2 separate regions of the Mus musculus genome follow, and region 1 is linked to region 2. A link is a contact called in public HiChIP or PLAC-seq data. All regions are on one chromosome and are shown on one strand. Each heading gives the region's core, a stretch centred on a gene start, on an enhancer-like site or on the middle of the called end of the contact. The rest is flanking DNA. Distances are from core to core; before and after follow the strand shown. Region 1 has its middle 28 kb from the start of Mapk6. Region 2 holds the start of Bcl2l10 (Bcl2-like 10).

Region 1 (6,314 bases), core at 3,034-5,533, 35 kb after region 2:
TTGAAGCTTATGAGTATTCTTTTAGGTTCTGTGCTCTTGGGTTCATCTAGGTAATTCTACAGGATTGGGGGATTGGGGGAGGGGCACATACTGTCTTGATCTTTTATAGTGTTTGTTTTTTCAATGACGCCTGGGCATGCAGACATCTTTTGTTTGTTCTGTGTCAGTTATGGAGTCACCAGGCTGGGCTGCAGTGTAAGATGTATTGGCTCCCATTAGTCCTGGAGGTTGGTTGTGACACAGGCCAAAGTTGTGTGGTGGAAGGTGGGGCTGGGCTGGGCTGGGCTGGGCTGGGCTGGGCTGGGCGGGTAGGCAGGATATGTGTCATGGCCAAATCCTGGCAGTTGGGTATGATGATATGGGTAGAGCAGACCCAGGCTCTACCTGGGAATCTGAGAGCATATGCATAGGATTGAATCAGAGAGATACATCAAGCTTGGCCATAGCTCAAGATGTGCCGGTAGGACTGGGTTTGGAGGTTAGATACGCCAGCGTGGTATGAAGTCAAGTGGTAGGAGGGGAGCCTGTGCTGGCAGGTACAATGTGCCTCCTGGTCAAAAGCTGAGTGTTGGGGACTGTCCAGACTAGGCCAGGTACTGGATATGGGCCCCAGACTAGATCTGGGGTTTGGGGATGGTGTGTGGAGGGGAAGATCAGGTGATGGGCTCACCAGGCTAGGCCCTGGTGCAAGATTAATAAAGAGAGGGACAGTAACACACCTCTGTCCCTGGAACTTCCCAGGCAGTGGGTAAAGCCAGGAAATCAGTCAGGGCCAGAGTGCAGGAGCCATGTGATGTAGACTGAGGAGTGGGGGAGAGGGATGTGCCCCTCCCAGGCTTCTGTGCATTAGCAGGAGAGTCGGTTAGATGCTGTGCTCAAGGGGTGAGGCAGTCTAACAGTTTTAGAGCATCAGCCTGTGGGCTGCAGAGATGATGCAGCAGTTAAGAGTGCGTGCTGCTCTTACAGAAGGCCTGGGTTCAGTTCCCAACAACCATATCAGGTAGTTTACAACTGCCTGTCATGCCAGCAACTCCAGGGCACCTAACGCCTCTTCTGCCTTCTCAGGAGCAAGACATACACACACACACACATACACACACATACACACACACACACACACACACACACACACACTCTCTCTCACACACACACATACACACACACACACTCACACACTCTCTCTCACACACACAAACACACACACACAGTCTCTCTCTCTCTCTCTCTCACACACACACATACACATACATACACACTCTCTCTCGTTCACTCACACACATACACACACACTCTCTCACTCACTCACTCACACACAAACACATACACTCACACACACACACACACACTCACACTCTCACACAAATTTATAAATAATATTTTATTAATAATCTTTAAAAATTAAAAAGGGCTCAATCTGCCTGGGCGTGGAAGTTCATACCTATAATCCTGGCACTTGGGAGGCTGAAGCAGACAAATGGCTGAGTGCTAGATTATGATGGTGCATTTTAGTTGTGAATTGAGGATAAGGGAGCAGCAGGGAGTCTGTCAGGGTGGTGGTCAAATCCCTAAGGGCAAGCTGCAACTTACAGTGGCCAAAGCTAGGGAGGTGGTGAGAGGCTGATTCTTGCTATTGCCACAGAACCTACAGACGGATCAGGCGTGGATTCTAGAGAAGGAATAGAATGCTTACCCAAGGCTAGAGAAGGGAGGCTTTGGCTCCTGATCCCAGGCTTTGACTTCCTGATGAATAGGTTTGTTTGGGGCTTAGGGACAAAGCAGACTGCTCTTGGCAAACCTGGAAAGTGGATGTAAATCAGGCTGGCCTTTGGGGGTAGAAGGCTGCCCACATAGAACTGTTTCAAGCAAGAGTCTGGGTTGGTGAGAAAGGATAGAAAGTGAGCCCAGAGCTACAGCAGAAAGCCCTGACCATCAAGATAAGATGTTCTGGGCTGGCTGGGCAGTGGTGGCACACGCCTTTAATCCCAGCACTTGGGAGGCAGAGGCAGGCAGATTTCTGAGTTCAAGGCCAGCCTGGTCTACAGAGTGAGTTCCAGGACAACCAGGGCTACACAGAAAAACCGTGTCTCAAAAAAGAAAATAAAGATGTTCTGGGCTGGAGAGATGGCTCAGTGGTTAAGAGCACTGACTGCTTTTCCAGAGTTGCTGAGTTCAAATCCAGCAACCACATGATGGCTCACAACCATCTGTAATGAGATCTGACCTCTTCCAGTGTGTCTGAAGAGAACTACAGTGTACTTACATATAACAATAAGTCTTAAAAAAAAAAAGATGTTCTAATGTGGAAAGATTACTTAGTATAGACAGTCAGTGTTTCTATCTGTTCTGGGAAGAATGAACAGTCCTGGCAGGACAGATTTCTAAAGATATATTTGCACACATAATCTATCAGACTATTGAAACAATGAACTCTCCAAAATTGGAATATTCAGTTGTCTCTTGCTAGAAGGAAAAGCTGAAGGCTGACACTGGCCTGAGGGATGGTGTGGTGGGGAGGGGAGTTTGTCTCCGAGAGACAGAATTACAGCTTATCCACTATCTTAAAAGAGAGACTGGAGCCCAAGCAACGATAATGAATAGGACTACTTCTTTCTTAGTTAGGGTTTTACTGCTGTGAACAGACACAATGACCAAGGCAAGTCTTATAAAGGGCAACATTTAATTGGAGCTGGCTTACAGGTCCAGAGGTTCAGTCCATTATCATCTAGGCAGACATGGTACATAAAGAGCTGAGAGTTCTACATTTTCATCTGAAGGCTGCTAGCAGAATACTGGCTTCTAGGCAGCTAGGATGAGGGTCTTAAAGCCCACACTCATAGTCACACACCTACTCCAACAGGGCCACACCTAATAGTGCCACTCCCTTGAACATATATGTAAATGATCACACCACCTTACTGAAACTGTTTATTATATATGTTATATACCTCTGGACCCTTACTTAAGCCAGAACCTCAAGTTAGAACCTAGAAAATAGATTTGGGAGAGAGGCTGGGTGGTCACTGGACTTTTGATTTGTTCATCTGTCCCTTTTCTGGTTTTCAGTATTAATTTGTCCTTCAGCAGGCTTTTGAAAGTAGATGGCTGAGGCTGGTCTATTAGAGGAGTCTCAGGGCCTAAACAGACCCTAACTCAAGTAACAAATGGTTCAAATAGGACAAATACTATAAAAACTTACTAAGGGGGATTGGAGAGCATGGACTGCTCTTGCAGAAAACCTGAATTCAGGCCGGGGCAGTGATGGCACATGCCATAATACCAGCACTCCGGAGGCAGAAGCAGGAGGATTTCTGAGTTTGAGGCCAGCCTGGTCTACAGAGTGAGTTTCCAGAACAGCCAGGGCTACACAGAGAAACCCTGTCTCACAAAAACAAACAAACAAACAAACAAACAAAAAACCCTGAATTCAGTACTCACACCGAGAAGCTAACAGCTGTGAGTAACTCCAGGGGAATCCAATATTCCTGGCTTCCATGGGCACTGCACAAACATGCACACATTCACACATAAAGATAAATCTGGCTTTGGAATAGTGGCTCAGAGGTTAAGCTCCCTGACAGCTCTTCCAGAGGACCTAGGTTTGAATTCCAGCATCTGATGATGGCTAGCAACTGTCATTAACTTTAGTTGCAAGGCACCCGACACCCTCTCCTGACCTCTGGACACTAGGCATACATGCGATAAACAAACATGCATGCAAAACTCATATACATGAAAATTAAGCATACACTAAGTACCACGCATCACGTTAAAGACCCGTAATTCAGTGTTCTCATTTAGGTCTCACGGTAACCTGTGAATTGTGTACTAATGGCCCTGTGTGGGAGTAAGCAGCTCATGAGAAGGCAAAGCTGAGAAGCCGTAGAAGGAAGCCTGAGGTTCAAGCCTGGGCTCAGCTCTGAAGCATGCATGCATGAGCAAGAGTCAGAACTGCCCGGTGCACCATCTCAGTCGCAGCTTGAGCTAGTGAGAGGTTCAGGGAAGGCAGCTATGGGAGCGGTAAACCCAGGGGAGTAGTCTAAATGAACAGACATCAGTCTGCCATTTAAGTTAGACATGAAAACGAGGCTTGGGATAGAGTTTAAAGATGAGAAGCACGAGCAGAATCCCATCCCCTGGCCGGCCGCAGCACACGGGCAGGTCTGCTTCCTGGCCGGCCACAGCACACGGGCAGGTCTGCTTCCTTGCCGCAGACCCTCTGGGCCCCTTTGTCTGCGTGGAACGGACTGGAGTGCCGTGGCACTTCCTGAGCTTCATGGCACCCGGATGCGGCATCATAGCAGGCAAAGTGGATGATGCAATCCCACTTCTTTCCCCAGGAATCCTATGACTACCAGATACAGGGACAACACCCCAAAAGCCACTCCTGCCCGATTTAAGGAGACCTCCTCAGGCTGCAGAGAAAGGAGCCCCACAAGTTCAAGCTTGACAAGCAAACCTCCGGATTCAATTACTTTTGTTTCTATTTATCAATCAGCAAGGGCTGGGCTGGTTCACAGAACAACAACAACAACAACAAACCCTCCCAGAGTGTTTAAAAGGAGCCCTACCCAGACACCTTCTAACTTGTGAGCACCCCTGTTGTAGGCTTCTGTGATATCACCTTAAGCAACGAAGTCTTCCTCTTGGAGTAGTTTAGAGCAAGAGTGGACCCAAATGTACATTCTCTACTTCTCCCTGTAGCTCCCATCCTTGTAGTCTGTGGTCTGTCTGAAGTCTATCCCGAACAAATGGCCTTGCTCTATATTTATTGAACAGCACAGAAAATATGGTATGGGAAAATAACAAAAATATCTTTTATAGAAATCTTTAAATGGGGGGTAGGGTGCTGGAGAGATGGCTTGGGGGTTAAGAGTAGTTAATGCTCTTCCAAAGGAGATGAGTTCAATTCTCAGGACTCACATGTTGGCTCCCAAAGACCTGGGACTCCAGGATGATGGATCTGATCACCCTTCTGGCCTCTACAGTACACATGATACACAAAACTCACATGTAAAAGAAAAAAATTTTTTAAGACAGGGTTTCTCTGTATAGCCCTGGCTACCTGGAACTAACTCTGTAGACCAGGCTGGCCTCGAACTCAGAAATCTGCCTGTCTCTGCCTCCCAAGTGCTGGGATTAAAGGCGTGTGTCACCACCGCCCGGCAAAGAATTTTTAAAAATTAAAAACATGTATTTATGTTTGTGTGTATGCCACATGTGTGCAATGCCCACTTAAGCCAGAAGAGGGCGTTAGATTCCTGGAGCCGGAGTTACAGGTGGCTATGAGTGCCCGATGTGAGTGCTAGAAGCCGGTTCTCTTGAAGTGCAGCAAGTGCTCTTAGCTGCTGAGCCCCAAAATTACTCGAGCCCCAAAATTATTTTTGCTGGTGTGGTGGCACACATCTTTAAACCAAGCACTTGGGAGGCAGAGACAAGTGAATCTCTTGAGCTTAAGGCCAGCCTGGTCTACATAGTGAGTTCCAGGATATCCAGGAATATGTTGAAAGATCCTGCCTCAAAACAAAACAAAAATAGTTGTTTTCAACCTACTGGCTGCTTTCAGCAACTCTCTCTCTCTCTCTCTCTCTCTCTCTCTCACATACACACACACACACACACACACCATTCTGGGTCAGGGTCATGGGGGCCTGAGTCCTTAAATCCTGAATAAAGGATTTAAGATTAATGATAGGCACTTAGCTTAGGTTTAAAAGCTGACTGCATGAGAAACGCAAGGTATAAGGTTGGTTATATTGTTCTCCTACAGGCAGCTTAGACTAAAACAGGCTGTGCACACAGTAGGACAGCAGCATACTGGGTACAGCTTTAGATTTCCAGGCATATGATTACTTGGCTGTGAGATCCAAAGTTCAGTGTCTTTAAAGGGGAGAGAGTCACTGGAAAGCTTTGTGCAGAGATTGATGCTTGCCTTGTACTCTTATTAAAGTGCACTGCGCTATCACAACTGAACACACAGTCCTGGTCAGTTCACCCAGGGTCGACTGGATTGGCAGGCACAGGGCCTTTGTATCTATCTCCTCATTCAAAAGGAACTTTGAGCTAGGTGTGGTGGTGCACATGTCTAACCTTGGCACTTAGAAAGCAGGAGACACTTGCAGGCTATATAGATCCTGTCTCAGACAGAAAGAAGGTGGGTCCACCAAGATTGACAGGCAAGTGACTGGGAGTCAGTACCAATGAGGTCATCCAGAACTCAGCCCTCCCTATTCCATGGTTAGTGGTCTCTACGCTGGATGCTGATCACGTGGACCACAAACAGGCCTGAGGTGAAGTGACTGAAATGAATTACTGTT
Region 2 (5,588 bases), core at 306-2,805:
TTTTTAATTCTCTGTGTGTGGTCGTGAATACACAGGCCACAGAGCCCACGTGGAGGTCAGAGTATAAACAGTGGAAGTCAGGAAGTCAGATGGAACTCAGGTTGTCAGGCCCAGTTGGTAGCAAGCATCCTTACCCACTGAGCAGTCTCCCTCCCTGCCTCTTGTTATGTTTATAATGAAACAAGGTATCATGGCTGCCTCAAACCTTCTACATTGTCAAGTATGCTTGGGAACTTTCTATCCCTCTGCCTTGGCCTCTCAGATGTTGATCGGCCAGCGTGCCCTGCACACTAGATGCACTAAGACTGTAGGTGCTGCTAGAGATCAGATCCAGGCCTTCCCTCAGGATTCACGCTCTACCAACTGAAATATAGCCCCAGCTCCAAGACCTCATCTTTTAAAAGAATGCTTAATTCTGTTTTGTTTAAGTGTACTGGGAACCAAAGGACACCTCAGACACTGCTAAAAAAACTGGCATTGTGGATGGCCTTGGGTGTCTGACCAGCCAAAGATTTGTTGACCCTGAAAAGAAGGGGGTATGTGTGTCTCTAGATTGTCTGTCTTGTCTTATCCTACTCTGCCTGGCTCTTTGCTTAGTGCTGGCTTTGTAGCCCCAGCCCCATGCTCCTTACAGAGACCCTCAGAATACAGAACAACATTCTTCCAGTCAGCAGAATGGCACTGTCCCCACTTCAGCAGTCTCTGCGGAACTCAGAGTGACAAAAAGCCACATATATTTTTGTCATGTCATTAATATTATGTAAATATCCCTCAGGAGCCCTGAAAGCGTCTCAGGGACTCAGAAGGGTTCTGGATTATACTTCCACACTCTAAAGAGCTCTCTTTGCTGCCCCTCAGGCCCCCAGGAAGACTCTCCTGGATTAAAGCAGAACTCTAGAGAGTGTGGGCTTAAAGAAGGGACCAGGACAACTGGGCAGAGTTGGCCTCTGGGAGAAGGCCTCTGAGGAAACTTGGGGTAACATCAGCATCACAGAATGCCAAAAAGGAGCCCCGAGAGGGCCCACAAAGGCTAGAGCCCAGCAGGCCTGCTCAGTAGAGCAGTGGTTCTCAACCTATGGGTCTCAACCCCTGTGGGAGCCATATATTAGATATCCTACATATTACATATTAGATATTACATTATGCTTCATAACAGTAGCAAAATTACAGTTTTGAAGTAGCAACTATCATTTTATAGTTGGGGTCACCACAACCTGAAGATAGCCGCATTGGGAAAGTTGAGAACCACTGTACTAGAAATGTATCAATGGAGAACAGACAGGCTCTAGGAGGCATTGCTGGTAGGTCAGAAATAGGCAAGAGTCAGGGGTTGGGGCCACCTTGCCTCCTCCAGCCTGGGACAACCACTTGCAAAATGATGGGTATATCCTTAATTCCCAAACAAGTAGGCCAATTGCAATCGCTACCAGCTGGGCCTGATGACTCAAGTCTGTAATCCCAGCAACTCCGGAGGCTGAGGCAGGAGAATGACCTATTCACTCCCTAGAAAGTTCCAGCCCCCATCTATTTAAACCTCAACAATAATCCGAGGGTCTCCCGCTGCTCCTGCTTGCCCCACCCCATGACGCTCTCCTTGTACCAGGTGCAAGTGATATTCCCAAATGTCCAGGTGGGTCAGAGTGGGAAGTAGCTGAGCCTAGAAAGCCTACTGAGGTTGGACCGGGTGCAGGAGCCAAAGGATGGCCGACTCGCAGGACCCACTGCATGAACGCACTAGACGGCTGCTGTCTGACTACATATTCTTCTGCGCACGGGAGCCGGACACCCCAGAGCCACCGCCCACGTCTGTCGAGGCGGCCTTGCTTCGCTCTGTGACTAGGCAGATCCAGCAGGAGCACCAAGAATTTTTTTCCTCCTTCTGCGAAAGCCGGGGCAATCGCCTGGAGCTGGTGAAACAGATGGCAGATAAGTTGCTCTCCAAAGACCAAGACTTCAGCTGGAGCCAACTGGTGATGCTCCTGGCCTTCGCGGGGACGCTTATGAATCAAGGCCCTTACATGGCTGTCAAGCAGAAGAGGGATCTGGGGAATCGTGTCATAGTGACCCGAGACTGCTGTCTCATAGTGAACTTTCTGTATAATCTGCTCATGGGGCGTCGGCACCGCGCCAGGCTGGAGGCTCTCGGCGGCTGGGTGAGACCACTGGAGGAGGGTGACGGAGATGGCTTGGGAGACGGGGCACAGGAGGATGTGTTGAGTGCCTTTACCGCAGGGTCTTATGTAGCCAGCCTAGGCTGGCCTCAAACCTCACCAGATACTACCCTGCCACTATGGTCCTCCTGCTTCTATCCCATGAGCACCAGGATTACAGGCTATGTCATTATGGTGGGTTTTTGTGGTGCTAGAAGGGGAAGCCAGGGCTTTGAGCATACTGGGCAAGAACTAAGTGAGCCACATCTCCAGCCCAGGGATTTCTTTTTTTTTTTTTTTTTTTTTTTTTTTTTTTCAGGGATTTCTTTATAGGCTGCTCTTACTCAATAGCTTTTATAAAACTTCATTCAGGGGCAGTCAGGCACACTTGGCTTACCCTAACTCTTAGCCCAGGACTGTCAGGGAGGGTTGATTAAGTCTAATAGGCCCAAGTGGTATAAAGGGAGCAGTAACCATGCCCAGACTTACCCTTATTAGAGTAAGGCCTTAGGGATTGTGAAATGTGTGGGGCCACCAAGTGAGGAGCCTGACTGGGATCTTTTAGGCCACTGTACTTTTCCCTGCTGGGCAACCTCCAGGCTCATGGCTTTCGGTTGGTCCTTAATCTCGGTGGTGTAGGCTAACGAGGCAGTCCTTAGCCTCCCTCCAGCTGCATGGAGCTATTGATCAAGGAAAACACACAGGATGAGGATAAAAAGCTTGATGGTAGACTGTTAGCATCTGTGAAGCCCTGGGTTCGATCCCCAGCATCACCAGAAAAGAGGAGAGAAAAAGAAAGGAAAGGGGAGGAAAGGGGAGGAAAGGGGAGGAAAGGGGAGGAAAGGGAAGGGAACCCTTCTATCTTAGGTTAGTCCACAACAGGCCCCTTGGAGGCTGAGCTTAGCCTCCTCAGGTTTCTTTACCTCCCTCTTCATTGTGGTTGAATCAAAATGGATACATTATGGGGTAAATATAACTTAACCATTAAAACCTGCTATACAAAACCCAAATGGATTACACTCCTGTCAGGAGTCTGCATTTAAGCTACCTGGGAAAGGCAAGGCAGCAGGACATGTTAGTACCTGCCCTGCTCCTGATGGACGGGTCTCCACTGGGCCCACAGACTGCCTTCAGCCGAGTTTCCAAGGACCCTCTCTGAGCCCTCTGAAGAGGTCATTAAGACCGAGTGTTGATTTCTCCCTCTGCCTCCTGGCTCCTCCCTCTACCTCCTCTCTCTCATAAGCTCTCATCTCAGCCTTGGTCAGATTTTCCTTTTTGGGGGAGAGAGATTCACTATCAGACTTACTAGCACCCTGAGAAGACAACATGGCGACAGCTCTGCATAGAGTTTAGGTCCATAAGGCCAAGCGAGGTCTCTTTAGGTCTCAAAGGCTCCAGAGGAAGGGGTAGGTCGTGTGCCACATAGTGATGAATCCGTCCGTGTGGATGCATGGGTGTGTGTAGCAGTCACCGATGCTAGAGCAGGAGGGGAAGTGGGAAAGATTGGGCCCTTTAGTTAGTGTCTGTTCACGATACAGGATTTGCTACCCATAGCCCTTGATTACTTAGGGTGTCAGGCACCCAGCTGTTCCCTTTGGGGAATAGAGGCTTACGAGTTCCCAGGCTGACTTTCAACAGGGTTATCTGCTATTTCTTTTACACAAGCTGTGAAGGTAGAGAAAGCAGCTGCTGCGAGTCAGCATGGCCTGGATACCCTCTAGTTCACATATAACATTCCCAGCCTTTTTTGGTCTGGAGATAACAGGCGTTAAGTGTCTGATCGCTGTCATACTGACTTGGGTGGTGCGGTCAGCAGGTCTCCCATCTCCGGGTATCTGAGTCAGAGATTGGCACAATAGTAGGATATTGTCCACATGAGTGTGTGTGATGCACCACACAGCAGTCTGGATGAATTGAGAGGGAAAGTGTATTCAAGAGGGGGCCTGTGACCATAAGAACCAAGATACTTATTAAAGGAGTAACCAGAGCTGTGATCCAGGGGGGTCCCCCATGAGTTTTGAAACCATTTTGAATTTGATTTACAGAGAGAGGGTCAAGAGTGACTAGAAGGGCTGAAGATAGACTGTGCTGTCAAAGGAGAGAATGCTTTTTACTGGAGGTTGTGGGGAAGGGATCAGAGAGTAATAAGAGGTTTTAAGAGAGTTCTCCAAGGTGTCTTAAGTAAGCGTTGAGGTGTACTGAGGATATCTGTGCCATATGAGGCAGTTAGATGGTTGCTGATGCAGCAAGTTGGATTGCTTATTACAAAACCTAACTGGGAGGTGTCCGGTAGCCAGGTGCCTTTATTTGTATGGCATGATCTAAAACCTCCCATGTATCCTAGAGTGTTCTTCATACTGGAGACTGGTCCAGGGCCTTGTGCATGCTCATCACATGTTTGACCTCTAAGCTCTGAGCTAGCCCTTTATGTGGAAATGCTCGGGAAGGCCAGAGAGGATGTCAGATCTCCTAGAACTGGAATTATGGGCAGTTGTGAGACACTATGTGGGTGCTGGGCACGGAACCCAAATCTTCTGCAAGAGCAGACAGTGCTCTTAACTTCGGAGCCATCCCTCCAGCTGTGCCTACTGTGAATCTGGGGCCCAGGTTTGTTCATGAGGAGACAGGCTAATTCTTGTCTTTCCCCCCACCCTGCAGGATGGCTTTTGCCGCTTCTTCAAGAATCCTTTACCGCTCGGCTTCTGGAGAAGATTGCTGATTCAGGCTTTTCTGTCAGGCTTCTTTGCAACAGCCATCTTTTTTATCTGGAAACGTTTATAAGTTTAAAATTTTTAAAGCGATCTTACCTACCTACCTGTGAACCCTCTAAGGAACAATTCTGGGTAATTGGATAAGAACTGAGGAAGTCCTCCAGCCTAGAGACATTTCTACCTGCATGCTACATGGAGTTCTGGGTTTGTGATGGGGCCAGCATTTGAAAGGGGCCCATGTAGCTTTTCGCTGCTAAGTGAGGAAATGGTCCCCATCACTCCAGAGAACTTCAGAAAACGCTACACACACTGACTGGATGTCCAGCTGTCTGAATTTGGCTGCAGGTGCAGCAGAGCCTCCCCCATCTGTTCTGGGTTCTTGAGCTGCCAGGGTTCCAGGGCAGGGGATCCTAAAGCTCAGAGCAATGAGGAATGCAATAGGAAACTGGAAGGAATCCCTTGAAACCTAAATTCTTCTGTGCCTAGTTCTAAGGACTTCTGAATTTATAATACTCCCCTTAATACATTTTTAATAACTTCAAATTCTTAATAAATGTATGCGCTTTTTTAAAAAGGGAGAAAAAAAGAAAATGTCTTTCTATAACTTGGCAAGACTCTTGTTCTTAGGAGTAACTCAAATTGATGACAATTTACTTTTATTGTCTCCAATATAAACCAGGATTTGGTTTATATTGCTGTGCGGGGAGTAATTTTTATTTTTATAATG

What was found. HiChIP or PLAC-seq counts read pairs in DNA pulled down with a chosen protein or histone mark.
Region 1: an H3K27ac HiChIP or PLAC-seq map of embryonic stem cells shows a contact between it and region 2, with 7 read pairs. The contact joins the enhancer-like site here to the promoter of Bcl2l10 in region 2. A contact is called at or near these places in 1 of 39 promoter capture datasets (macrophages), 2 of 15 datasets of contacts at CTCF or cohesin (both in the NIH/3T3 cell line), 5 of 484 Hi-C or Micro-C datasets (brown adipocytes, embryonic stem cells, myocytes and 1 more), 4 of 115 datasets of contacts at active chromatin or transcription factors (all in embryonic stem cells) and 3 of 9 other capture datasets (adipose tissue, liver and pancreatic islet).

The regions. Positions count from the first base shown.
Region 1 is chr9:75,378,733-75,385,046 of GRCm38.p6, forward strand. No RefSeq gene overlaps it. Among named protein-coding and RNA genes, the nearest start is that of Mapk6, 28 kb to the right of the region's middle. Within about 2 kb of position 4,284, at least 20 of the 459 cell types and tissues checked have an H3K27ac peak or open chromatin away from gene starts, as enhancers often do. A contact at or near this core is called in brown adipocytes and embryonic stem cells, where this site is marked.
Region 2 is chr9:75,346,203-75,351,790 of GRCm38.p6, forward strand. It overlaps Bcl2l10 (Bcl2-like 10), which reads left to right and starts at 1,556. Exons shown (of 2, transcript NM_013479.2): 1 at 1,556-2,153; 2 at 4,809-5,438. The coding sequence starts at 1,701. The coding sequence ends at 4,931.